2 separate regions of the Zea mays genome follow, and region 2 is linked to region 1. Evidence: chromatin contacts called from public Hi-C data. All regions are on one chromosome and are shown on one strand. Each heading gives the region's core, a stretch centred on a gene start, on an enhancer-like site or on the middle of the called end of the contact. The rest is flanking DNA. Distances are from core to core; before and after follow the strand shown.

Region 1 (6,623 bases), core at 769-3,268:
CAATATACCAACTTTGTAGAGCAATGATACGAGGACAATTCGTATTAAATGATATAGCCCCAAAACTATATGCTACTAGTAGAAAAGATAGTCCAAAGATTGATTAACAGATTTCTGAATTTTTAGATTGAAAACAGTAACTGGAACTGAATTCAGAGTTTGATAGCAGTTTTGGGAGCTTGTTTGTGACTAATCCCCTAAGGATTTGGGTTGAGGGGTCCATAAAGGGATTGAATAACATATGTTGGTGAAAAACTTTCTTTAAGTGTGTTTGGCATGATCCTATACAAAATGTGGAGAAAAACTTCCCCAAAGTTGGATTATCAGATTGTTGTGGACTTAGTTTATTCAGAGCTGAAAATCTGAACATCAGTGAATGGTACCAAGTTTAGAGCTCTATTGTGACCCATCCTAGTGGTTTTGAACTAAGAATTATTTAGCAAAAGTGTAGAGCAAAGTGAAGTAAATAAGTTTACTAAAGTAAGATAGACATGGTTCTACAGAAATTTGGGAGTAAAATACCTCCAAACCTTCCCTGTCAAACTAGGGGTGGGCTGTATCAGTTCACTAAAAATCTGTTTCAGGGTGTTGTTCAACCAATTTTGGAGCTCTTTAGAATTTAATTCCTGGAGTTATGAGTCCTACTCCATGTAGAAAGGTTGGAGACCATAGTAAGGTGAATAAGTTTTCTAAAGAGAAATGGAGTTGGTGTTACACAAGGTTGGCAGTAATTGGTGTCCTAATTACCCCTGTCAGGCATATGGAATGCATACTGATTCAGTTGTCTGTTATTATGGTTTAGTGAGTTTTTAATCACATTTGGAGCTCTGTGGTAATTACTCCAAGTAGCATTGGGTTAGGGATTCCACTGCAAGATGGGAGACCATATCAAGGACAACAAGTTTGATGCAAAGAGTTGGCTTGCTATTGTAGAGAATTTAGAGAAAATTAAGTGCCAAAACCCTCTGTCAGGCTTAGTGGTGTGCTATTTCAGACTCCAGAAACTGGGTTTTGTGAGTTTTGCTCAACTTTGGGATGTTGTAACTCTTGCTCTGTGGGTCTTTAGTCTAAAAGTGTTATACCATGTTGGAAGACCTATGTGTAAGGAACAAGTTTTATTAACCAAGTTTACCTTGCAGCCATATGGAATTGTGAGATAGCAGGGCTCCAACAGGGAGGCCTGGAACTAGAATGGAGCAGTGAGCAGCGGCAGTTCAATAGAGATAAAAAATATCTGCAGTAAAGATCTGTATCCACTATCGATTCTAGCTACTTCTATGTCAGTTATGGATAGGAATAAGCTTTGCTGAGGGAGAGGAAGTAACATGGGATATGCCTTGCTGCCATGGATAGAGATAAAGTTGTAGTTCAGGGTTAAGGATCTAGAGACTGCTCCACACTACAATATCTAATTTGGACTGTTTGGTGGGGGGGTAAGCAGTAAATTCTTGTTTGTTGGAATGAGCTGGACAGCAGAAAAACCTTGTGACCTTACTCTTCTGAAATATCACACCGTGGATCCCTGTTGTGCTTAGCCACATGTGGAGAATTCAGCCACTCTTTCTCCTGTCTTTATTCACTAGACAAAAGAGGATATTTTGAGTTGTGGAGTCGACCAAGTTTATTGTTTGGGCTGAATTTGTAAACTTGGCTGGAGTTGTACTTGTAAGCCACGTGGGTGTGCATGAAGTGTGCTGGCACCCTGGGACTTTCCCTTCCTCCACTAAATTTTATACAAAGCTCAGGGATACTCGCCTACATGTTCAGCTGCCCTAAAGACTTTATTCTTTGAAGTTCCTCTCTGCCCTTGAGTTCTACTGGGCCGAGATCCTCACTTTTCTTTTTGTTTTCATTTTTTATTCCCATTTCGGCCGAGCGATAAGGAGAGAAAAGAAAAAAGGAAACATACCTGGGCCGAGATCCTCACTTTTAGCCCATCTCCACTTCACTCACTTGCACAGGTCCAATATTTTTTTCTTTCTCTCTCCTTACGGCACGACCTAGTCTCGACATTGGGCGCCGACATGTGGGCCTGTCGGGTCAGTCACTCAGCCGCTCGACCATGCCACTGTCATGTGGGGTCCGACTGTCATAACCATCTCCTTTCTCGAGGTTTGTCTCAAAAGATCCGCTGTTCTCACGTGGGCATCGTAACAAACGTCGCCTAGAATCCAGGGCCGCTTCAACGCCTGGACCTCACCTTGGTGCTACTTAGGCTGAGTCCAGTGCACAGCCTCCCTCTCGCCCCTGCCACGTCAGCTCTCGCCTCCACTCTCGCCTCTGCTGCTCCAGTGCACAGGCTGCAGCAGGCTACAGCCTCAGGCTATAGCCACATCAACTTTTCTATTTCAGAATTAAGTAATTCACGCGGATTTATTTCAACGCTCAGAAAACACACAACATAATATTTTTTATTGAATTAAAAATTACAAATTGCGTAATAATTAAAATAAAATTACATGACGATTTAAAAATTACAAACGCTCAGAAACTCCTAGGTGGACCAACTGGAATGTGCCAACTCACTCTCGCCTCGCGCTCTCGCCCACCGCGCCAGCGCGTCGCCCCGCTCCCGCCCTCCTCTCGCCCGAGCACGCTCTCCAGTGCAGGCGAGAGCGAGGCGACAGGCACGATGTCGCCGGGCGATGCGGCCATCGCCCGCTCCCGCTCTCCCGCCCCTCTCCCGTCCCACTCTCGCCCCCGTACGCTCCTCTCGCTCGTGCTTCCCGCCTGCACTGGCACCAGCCTTAATGTTGTGGCCCGTGCCCCCCTGATCACCCACCCAGCCATCATGCTGGTGCAACCGCGTTGGCCGCCACCGCAGGTAACTCTCGCCTGCACCTCCATTTAAGGGCCAATGGGGGATCGGGCAGCGTCACCAACATGTAGAGATAATTGCATATTTAGGACTCTAAACATTACGCTTTGCACAAATGCCATTCGAAAGATTTTCTTCGTAAAAAGGGACTATAAATATATTCTAATTGATTATACTACCATTTGATGTGTATTATTCCTTTTTATAATTTGTTTCCATGTATTTATCATCTAAGAGTCAAAATTGCCCCTGCCCTGGGTTTCTACTTTCAATCGTTCGTCTCTATCTCCTAGTTCAACTGTGTTTCTCTCACCTCTTCTCTCGCCGAGCCCGGCGGACGCGCGTGGACTGCTCCTCTGTGGCGAAGTCCGGTGCGGTGGTGGCCGTCGCGCAGTGACCATCAAAACCATGGTCGATGGTCTGAGCAAGCTTGCCCACCAGCAAGAGGAATGCATTGGAGGAAGAGCTTGAGCGCTCCCTCGTTCAGCTTGACCTCTGCGGCGCTGCGTACAGGAGACTAACAAGAACAGCGATATCTCAGCGATAGAATGAGAGAAGGGCAAATCTGTCTAGTGGAGAAGAGAATACACGTAAAAAAATACAAAAGGGAGGAAATACGGTAAATGATGTCTTTATCAATTAGAAGACGTTTGTAGACCCATTTTTGCGAGACAGTTATTTAAAATGGTATTATTGCGAAGCGTCACGTTTATAGTCCCAAAAATACAATTGTCTCCAACATGTGGGGATTGTAATCTAAGTCGAATCAGAGCTCAAGACACCGTGGGCGAACGAAAATTTCTCATCGATTGCGCCGCATCCGCGTGAAGCTGCGAGACATCGTCTTCTTGGCGGTTTTCTGAACAATTCTCGATAAGACTAGCTCCCCTAAATTTGATTTCATCTGTGCTACACTTAGCACTCTCCGGATTGGAGTATAGAGCGCAGGGTCGTTGGAATTTGCATCCGCCGCCGGGTTCTCAGGGCGGAGCCCTGCTTCCACCACCGTAGTGTGTTATGGGAGGAAGATGGTGCATTAGCTGTTGATCCCCCCATATGGAGAGATTATTGAGATTATGAAACACGGCAGAACTGGTTTCGACGAAATGGAGGTGTAGGCGTGGGCTTCGACATTTTGGAGACGCAAGCGACGAACAAACGCTGATATGAAATTGATTTAGTCATTAGCTGTCGCGAATAAGGATTTAGCTGCTTGAGCTCACGCTGTTTGCTACATCGCGGATGGCGCCCGGCTGAGCTCTGATTCCTTATCGGCGACGCTGTTCCCGCTCAAGTGGCAGCTCATCAGAGACAACTCAACCGGCTCGACGCGGGCCTCGCTGGCGGCACTACGGCGGCGGCAAGCTACGGCTGCGCAGCGACCTGGACGAACTGGGCGCGACCCTCGACGCGCACATGGCGCGGCTGGACGAGGTGGTCCACGTCCTAGACGCGGGCTCCGGCAGCGAGGCGGCCAGGGAGAGCGCCGCGCGGGTGCTCTGCTCTTCGAGTATTCTCTCCCTTTCACTCTGCTCTTGCCCAACTTCATCCCATATCGTCTAAGAACCAATGCAGATTTCAGTAAGAACTGGAGCACGGGCGACGCTTGCACGGGGCGGTGGGCGGGCGTGGGCTGCTCGGCGGACGGTCACCGCGTCACCTCGCTGACCCTGCCGTCGCTGGACTTGCGCGGCCCGCTCGACTAGCTGTCCCACCTGGCGGAGCTGCGCGCGCTGGACCTACGCGAGAACCGCCTCAACGGCACGCTGGACGGAGTCAGGATCGGAGGATGCCGGCAAGGTCAGGGCCGCGAACGCTGCCGCCGACTGCAGGAGGTTGCCGTTTGGCACAGCGAGCATCGCCAGCGACGGCGTGAGGTTAAGTAGCTAAATTCTTCTTCGCAGTGGCTAATAACTAAATCAATTCCATATCAGCATTTGTCCATCGCCTGCGCCTCCAAAATGTTGAAGCCCACGCCTACGCCTCTATTTCGTCGAAACCAGTTATGCCGTGTTTCATAATCTCAATAATCTCCCATATGGATGGCAGAGATTGTATCTCTGCGTAGACAATGACTTCATTGGATCACGACCGTAGATCGGCTGATGAACAGATGAGTGTGAGTGCGAGATACTTTTGATCCCGACCCTATGAATAAGATCTGGTGGTCCATATCATGTACCGGTTCACTTAAAGACTAATCTAATCTGGGCCCTCGATTTGGGACACAACGGTCAGAAAACCTCGATAACCCCTTTGTCCAACATATTTTGCAAAAGAGACGTTATGTTTTTATACAATCAACCTGCACTCCTCTGCTGTTGTAAAGCTATTACAACCCAGTCCTAATTTTATCAAATTAAACCTCAAGGTCTTAGGTATTGCAATCCGCAGTTCTAGGTTCTATGGGATTCATAAAAATTAAATAAAGAAATTAATTTTAAGTATGAAAATAATGCAATAAACTTAGTTAATACATATCTTATTTGTTTTAACTCTGATTGAACCTGTTCAAGCTGCGTTAGCTTTGTAATAAAATTGTCTACGTAGTGGCGACATTATTTGTACCATAAAGCATATTTTTATAAATAGATATTGGTTTAGCCTATGATTATTAGATTAATCCCTCTAACCAAAGTTAAACTGGTCCATGATGATAATTTGACTAAAATATGATTTCTAATCAAGTATTAATCTAGATTAAAGTTGAGTTAATTATTTATAGTTTATTTTATCATATGAAGTATAATAACCAATTTATAATATAGTTTAATATTTAATCACATAGATCTTCCATAAACTATATCTTTTTAACCGTAACTTCGATTTTAGTGAATCTCGAACATACATCCTCGTAGCAGTGCATAGAATATTCTTACGTTGTTTGCTCTCATGTTTGGTGTACTGTTATTTTTAAGTACTTCTTGTCTATTTATATGTATTGCTACGAGTAGCAGCGAGGTTACGAGTCACTTGAATACCAAGTTGGTGAAGTACTTGGAAATCTCAAGTCTAAGGCAAGTTGTGTCCTTGATCACTTTTCTTTACCTAATAATGTTCCTGTGAATCACTGTGACATGCTCAAGTTAAATTGATGGGATCTAATAGGTATCACTAGTATTGTTTATCCCACACCTTGCAAACATATAATTATTGGGTAGATTTGCTATTGCTCTACCTGGTTTTGGGAAATTAATGTTATGTTATGATGATGTTCCAATTTTGTTGTTGATTTAATTGTTGTCCATGAAAAGATCATTGTGTTAATTGGAACATAGAGCTTAACTTGAGATAACAGTGCTACACAAGGGTGGAATGGGACGCACTTTACCAAGTAATTAGGAAAGCTAGGGAGAGATTACCTTACCCGAAAGGGGCAAGCGGGGAGGCGTCGCTATAGAGTATAGAGAAGTTCTCGGGTCGAACTGCCGCAATGGCATTTCGGACGAGGGATTTCTATGCTTCTTTTTTCCTAAAACCATATTGGGTTTTCTCGAACTAGTGGAACTTTGGAAATGCCTCGTAGTGCTACCCTGCCTCGCTTCCTCGGTAGAGGTGTATGGGATCCGTACAACCCCATGGTAAATGGGTAACACGACTTGTGGGTAAGGAGTGTAACCTCTACATAGTGTAAAACTGGTATATCAGCCATGCTCACAGTCAAGAGCGACTCAGAACCTTCACATGATTAATTTATGGAACTAAACTTAATTTATCATATGCATTGCATTGTGGGTGTTATTATTAATTATGATTTCTTATTTATTCGGGCTAATATTTACTTATACCTGGTAACTGCTAATAA
Region 2 (6,874 bases), core at 3,721-6,220, 150 kb before region 1:
CCACCACCGTATGACCATGACAGCCCAGCAGCACCGGCACCCCAAGCGCCGCTGCGTCGCCCTCTCCCTTTCTCCGTCCCTCGCGCGCATCCCCGGCGCCCCCACGCCGCCGCTCGACTCGCTGGCCGACGAGCTTCTCTTCCTTGTCCTGGACCGCGTGGCCCAGGCCGACCCGCGGGCGCTCAAGTCCTTCGCGCTGGCCTCCCGCGCCTGCCACGCCGCGGAGTCCAGCCACCGCCGGACGCTCCGCCCGCTCCGCGCGGACCTCCTGCCCGCCGCGCTGGCGCGGTACCCGACCGCGACCCGCCTCGACCTCACCCTCTGCGCGCGCGTCCCCGACGCCGCCCTCGCCTCCGCCGCCGTCTCCGGGTCCTCCTCCGCCCTCCGCGCCGTCGACCTCTCCTGCTCCCGCGGGTTCAGCGCCGCGGGCGTCTCCGAGCTCGCCGTCGCCTGCCCGGGCCTCGTCGACCTCGACCTCTCCAATGGGGTCGACCTCGGGGACGCCGCGGCGGCCGAGGTGGCGCGGGCCAGGGCGCTCCGGAGGCTCTCGCTGGCCCGCTGGAAGCCGCTCACCGACATGGGCCTCGGATGCGTCGCCGTCGGGTGCACGGAGCTGAGGGAGCTCTCGCTCAAGTGGTGCCTTGGGCTCACGGATCTGGGGATCCAGCTCCTCGCCCTCAAGTGCAGGAAGCTCACCAGCCTGGATCTCTCCTACACCATGGTGAGCGTTATTCGGGTTTCTTGGTTTCTCTGTTCGTTTCATGGACACAAAAAAAGAGGCGACGGACGATTCTGTTTTTGTTTCCTTCTAGTATGTTTCTTGATTTGATTTAAGGGGCATCAGGCTCCCTCTTTAATCCACCGGAGCAAAACGGCCTTCAGTTATGGGTTCCTTTGCTAAAGCTGCTACTTTCATCAGTTACTACTTACTAGGCCATCATTCTGATCGATCTAATTTATTCAGCTAGTGTTTAGGGCATTGGACCACTGTGTATAGGTAGTATAATATTCTTGATCTGCAGACGTTCTTATATCTGTAAACATGACAAATCATCGTTGCAACAATGGATCGGCAGAGCAGTACTAGTAGCCAACTCTACTTTCTCTTGCAGCTTCGTGCCTAGTGCGTAGCGACCCCTTATCTTATCGTGCTCGAGTAATAACAAAATGGAAACGTGTCTTCTGTTTTAGATCACAAAGGCTAGCTTGCCTCCCATCATGAAGCTACCCAGTCTTCAAGAGTTGACACTGGTGGGGTGTATTGCGATCGATGATGATGCTCTTGGTAGTCTTGAGAGAGAATGCAGTAAATCACTACAGGTGAGGTGCTTATGGCAATTTGTCGTTTTTATTGATTTGCTTGTTACGAGCAAACACACGTCATGTTCATTTCAAACACTACGGTATTATTTTCTATTTCATCTTACACTCTTAGGTTCTGAACTCTGAAGATGCCTTGTCTCCTTGTCTGAACTCGTTACCTGTACTAAAATATGTATTTTTGATTGGTCACACAAAATAAGTTTTGATAATAGCACAAAGCTCAGCTTATTACTGAACTGAACTTGCATGCTTGCACGGTTGCAGGTGCTTCATATGTCTCAGTGTCAGAATATCACAGGTGTGGGAGTTTCATCCATCCTGAAGTCGGTACCCAATCTATTGGAACTGGAACTTTCATACTGCTGTCCTGTAAGTAGCTAATCATCTGGTCGTGTTATTGTATCACCTTGGCATAACTTGAGCCCTCACAGATTAATTTACATCCTTCATGTATCAGGTCACTCCTTCTATGGTGAGAAGCTTCCAGAAGCTTGCTAAACTTCAGACCCTGAAGCTGGAAGGCTCCAAATTCATGGCCGATGGACTAAAAGCCATTGGAACCTCTTGTGCTTCTTTAAGGGAACTAAGTCTGAGCAAGTCATCTGGAGTGACCGACACAGAACTCTCTTTTGCTGTGTCAAGGCTAAAGAACCTGCTGAAGCTGGACATTACTTGTTGTCGCAATATCACTGATGTTTCACTAGCGGCCATAACTAGTTCATGCTCTTCTCTCATCTCTATGAGGATGGAGTCTTGTAGCCGTGTTTCCAGTGGAGCACTCCAACTGATCGGGAAGCACTGTTCTCGCTTGGAAGAGTTGGACCTTACTGACAGTGATTTGGATGACGAAGGTACTTACTGAACTGGCTACTGAATTATTCTTCCCTGGATGGACCTAAAGCCGACTCTGAATATTTTCTGTGCAGGATTGAAAGCTCTTGCCAGATGCAGCGAACTTTCGAGTCTAAAAATTGGTATTTGCTTGAAGATAAGTGATGAAGGTCTTACCCACATCGGAAGGTCTTGCCCAAAACTCCGCGAGATTGATTTGTACAGGTCATTACTAGACATGCCTTGTTGTTCTCTTTGTTTGGTTGATCTTTGTCAGTAAACTAACTTATATTTTCCGTTTCAGGTGTGGAGGCCTTAGCGATGATGGAATTATTCAAATTGCGCAGAGTTGTCCGATGCTAGAGTCTATCAACCTATCATACTGCACAGAAATAACAGACCGCTCACTGATTTCACTATCAAAATGCTCAAAGCTGAATACTCTGGAGATTCGTGGCTGCCCCAGGGTTTCATCCATCGGGCTCTCAGAAACAGCGATGGGGTGCAGGCTGCTTTCCAAGCTTGATATTAAGAAATGCTTTGGGATTAATGATGCTGGAATGCTTTACCTTTCCCAGTTCTCTCATAGCCTCCGTCAGGTATTGCCCTTCTCTTCTGTAACTGTAACAGGAATCTCGTGGTACAATGTGTGTTCTGCAACTGTGCTGATACCATGTATGTCTCATTACAGATAAACTTGTCATACTGTTCAGTCACCGATATTGGGCTTCTTTCCCTTTCTTGCATATCCGGCCTGCAGAACATGACGATCGTCCATGTAGCGGGTATAACGCCTAATGGCTTGGCAGCTACTCTTATGGTTTGTGGTGGTTTGACGAAAGTGAAGCTTCATGAAGCATTCAGATCCATGATGCTTCCTCACATGATAAAAAATGTTGAGGCACGCGGCTGTGTTTTCCAATGGATTGATAAACCATTCAAGGTATTCTACGGCTCCCCTGGTTGCCTTACACACAGCATTAGACCCTTGTGCTCGCCAACTCGTTCTTGCCTAATTTGCTACTCGAAAACGCTACACACTATTTGTTTCAGAAAAGCTTGGTTCTATTCAGCTGTGTTTTGTGCTGCCAGATCTAAATGCAATGCTGTGTTCTTTTCTGTGCTTTCAGTATATTGTCTATGATTGAAACACACAACCCATGATTTTGCTTATGGATGGTGTTTTTTTCCCTTCAAAAAAAGGCTTAAAGAAGAGCATAGCACAGTTGTCTTGAATCTATTGAGTGGGTTTGTTCTTACAGAGCTATTACAAGGCTGCAAAAGTAAAACAGTGTCTGTCTAATAACTGGTGTGGCATTGTAGGTTGAGGTGGAACCTTGTGATGTATGGAAGCAACAGTCGCAAGACGTGCTTGTACGATGAGAATTGAGTTGACCCTCGAGCATGTGGCTATCGTGGAAATCATGGCATGCATCGTTATGGATGGATGGGTTGTTGGCTGGCAATGTCATCCGCGCAAGTGATTCCTGTGTTTGAGCATAGGTCTTGATGTTGTTGTATACTGGTATAAGCAAGTGATTCCTGTGTCATCCGCAAGTGTATGTATGTCTTGATGTTGTTGTATACTGGTATAGATGAGTAGGTCCCACATTTATTTGGTGAGGTGATCATTTGACAGGAAGTTGCTGTATAGAATACTACCATGTAAAGATGTCGATACGGAAGGGATGAGAAAATGGTTTTGAAATTTAGTACGATATGCCTTTTCCTATGTTCGTTTAGTTTTAATCCGTACTATCTTCTACTGTTTCTATAGTATTTTTGTCTCTATAAATTACAGCTGCAGCAGTCTAAACATCTAGCTTTAATCTGTTGGTTGTTGCATTCATGTTTGTGATCAGCTGGAATGAAGTGGCTTGCATTGCAGGTGTACCTACCCCTGTTTGAAGAAGAGAATTGTAAGGCTACTGATGGTCTCTGCTTTCTAGGAATGAAGTGGCTTTCCTGGTTGCATTGTAGTTGCTGGAGTTTAGTCGAGTTCGATGTGAGTCAGTGTTGGACATGGAACTCGAAGCACAGTGCACGCACATCGTCTGAACTAAAAAGGTAGGCTGAGACATGAATGGCAGGTAGAGGAGAGACATGAATGGCAGGTAGAGGAGAGAGCGAGGCTGCTAGCAGCGTTGCAAACTTGCAATGGACAGGTGGTAGAGAGACAGGGCCATGGCCATGGCCCATGGACAGGCAGCTAGTAGCATTGAAGAAGCCGCTGGCGGCCATGGCCATGGCCCATGGACAGCCAGCTAGTAGCATTGAAGAAGCCGCTGGCAGGAGCGAGTTGGAAGCGACATGGGCGGCGGCCTGCGCGGCGCAGGCATCACGTTGGCGCCGGACACACACACACAAAGGAAGTTGCCAACCACGGGGTAGCTGGTCGATGCTCCCGTCCCGTCCGTGTGACCCCTTGTCCCTTGATGCTCATGAGTAAATGCCCTGCCCTGGGCATCTGCGGTACACGGCCGGGTTGCGTTCCGCCATGGCTCGCCGTTGCGTTGCGCTCAGCGGCTCAGGGCAGGGCTGGGCTGCTTGCATTGCTCGAGCCCTTTTCCTTGCTTCCTCACAAGTTCTCCATCCGTCCTATAAGTAGGAGGAGCTTCATGACAATTTGGTAACACATCCATCTACGTATGTATACAATATTAGAATTTTAAGAATGGCCCGTCGCCATACGCATGCTGCCCTACCCTACCGCTACCGGCCCTGTCATTAAATGCCTCCCACCACGATACGAACCAACCAACGAACCAAACATAAATTCAGCCCACCGCTTCGAGGACAGGACGGAGGGAGCTCACGCGCGAGCAAAGCAAAGCACAAGCAGCAATGGGGATCTGCTGCGGCAAGGCCAAGGCGGCGGCAGGGGAGCCCGACGACGACGAGGGCCTGGGCTTCCCATGGATGCACGACGACCTGTTCCACAGCCACCTGTGGGCCAGCGCCGGCGTCTCCGTGCACACCAAGCAGGGATGGAAGGGCGCCAACCAGGACGCCATGACCGTCTGCCAGGTGATGGCCTCACCCTCCCTCTACTCTCTCTCTCTCTTCCTGCATTAGTTGCAGAGCCTCTGCCTACTAGTTCGCATCTGTGCACATGGCCCATATGCAAGCTGTTCAAGGTGTTGTCGTAGCTTGCATTGCAATGCAGGTTGCAACTTAGCAACTCAACAGCTTGAGAAAAGTGCACCGGATCCATCTTGTATATCCGCTCAGAACTGAAATCTCGCAACCTGAGACTGAGATATGCTAGTGGAAGAGAACAATTAAAAAAAAAACTGATTTCTTTCAGCAAAACTGGCTTCTTTCAGGACTTCGCCGGCCAGAAAGGCCACATCCTCTGCGGAGTGTTCGATGGCCACGGCCCTCGTGGCCGGGAAGTCGCTCGCCACGTCCGCGACACCCTCCCGGTGGAACTAGCCGCCGCTCTGAAGCCGAGAACCGGGGACGAAGATCCCTCCGCCTCGAGCGACGCTTCGAAGCCTAAACCTGACGAAGATGGCTCAGGCGAGAATGGAGAAGATGGCTCAGGCAAGAATGGAGATGCTTCGAGCAACGCCGATTTGGATTCCTTCGACAAGTCAGGAGGTAGCGGCTCGTCCAGCGACGTTACGAGCGACGAGAGCCAGCAGCAGCAGCTGCTGCTGTCCACTTGGAAGAACGTGTTCGTGAGGGCTTTTGAGCAGGTGGACGAGGAGCTGAGGCGGCTTTCAGGAATCGACTGCATCTGTAGCGGCACAACTGCAGTCGCTGCTGTTAGGCAGGTAGGCACTGGTTAACTCTGAACTGGAAACTAGTCTTGTTTCGGTGATCTCGATTGATCTACTTGTCCCTTCATCTGCTTGTCCCCTCATCTGCACAGGGCGATCACTTGATCGTTGCCAATCTGGGCGATTCACGCGCCGTCCTCTGCACCCGGGACAGCAAGGACCGTCTGATCCCTGTCCAGCTCACCACTGACCTGAAGCCGGATCTGCCAAGTGAGCATCCGAGCTCTGTCATTCCACCCGTTGTCGGATCCTGACTGAGATTTTTTGCACCGTGTTCCTGCACGCCGGCCTGCAACAGGTGAGCTCGCGAGGATTCTGAGCTGCAAGGGGAGAGTGTTCGCCATGGACGACGAGCCGGACGTGCCCCGGATGTGGCTGCCGGACCAGGACGCGCCGGGCCTCGCCATGGCGAGGGCGTTCGGTGACTTCTGCCTCAAGAGCCATGGCCTTATCTGCGAACCTCAAGTCTACTGCAGGAAACTGTCCGAGAAAGACGAGTTCTTGGTGCTTGCTACTGACGGGGTAATTAATCTATTGATTTTTTTTAAAAAAAATGAAAATTCATTTATGTGATTGGCAGTTTTAGATTCCTGTCACTCTCAGTCTATCCATTGTCCTTCGTTTCTTAATCAGAAAAATGCTCGCACGCATGCAATTCTGTTCCAAATGAGTGATCTGGGGTGCAGAATAATATAGCATATAGTTCCCTTTCAGATTAGACCCAACGAAAGAAACTGTCAACCAAAACAATGCATGCGTGTCACTGTCTTCTGTTTACTGTAATGAACTCATGGTAGTTTTAGCTGACGATGGCTTGTTTACACAGTTCACGACAGCTCTCATATATATGATTTCCTTATTACCGCCATTCAAAACCTGTTGCAGATTTGGGACGTGCTGTCGAACAAGGAGGTGGTGAAGCTCGTGTCATCGGC

The links. Hi-C and Micro-C count contacts between places; a contact is called where the count stands out from the background.
Region 2: a Hi-C map of leaf shows a contact between it and region 1, with 10 times the contacts expected there. The contact joins the promoter of LOC100273364 here to the enhancer-like site in region 1. A contact is called at or near these places in 8 of 25 Hi-C or Micro-C datasets (ear, endosperm, leaf and 1 more) and 1 of 3 datasets of contacts at active chromatin or transcription factors (leaf).

What each region holds. Positions count from the first base shown.
Region 1 is chr2:156,793,211-156,799,833 of Zm-B73-REFERENCE-NAM-5.0, reverse strand. No RefSeq gene overlaps it. Among protein-coding and RNA genes, the nearest start is that of LOC109944568, 63 kb to the right of the region's middle. Within about 2 kb of position 2,018, at least 17 of the 20 cell types and tissues checked have an H3K27ac peak or open chromatin away from gene starts, as enhancers often do. A contact at or near this core is called in ear, leaf and tassel, where this site is marked.
Region 2 is chr2:156,948,745-156,955,618 of Zm-B73-REFERENCE-NAM-5.0, reverse strand. LOC100273364 (putative protein phosphatase 2C family protein) reads left to right here and starts at 4,970. Exons shown (of 5, transcript NM_001147803.1): 1 at 4,970-5,181; 2 at 5,481-5,933; 3 at 6,032-6,149; 4 at 6,238-6,461; 5 at 6,825-6,874. The coding sequence starts at 4,999. It overlaps LOC103647160 (F-box/LRR-repeat protein 3), which reads left to right. Exons shown (of 8, transcript XM_008671722.4): 1 at 1-721; 2 at 1,192-1,320; 3 at 1,588-1,692; 4 at 1,781-2,174; 5 at 2,250-2,379; 6 at 2,459-2,753; 7 at 2,846-3,097; 8 at 3,478-3,886. The coding sequence starts at 11. The coding sequence ends at 3,537.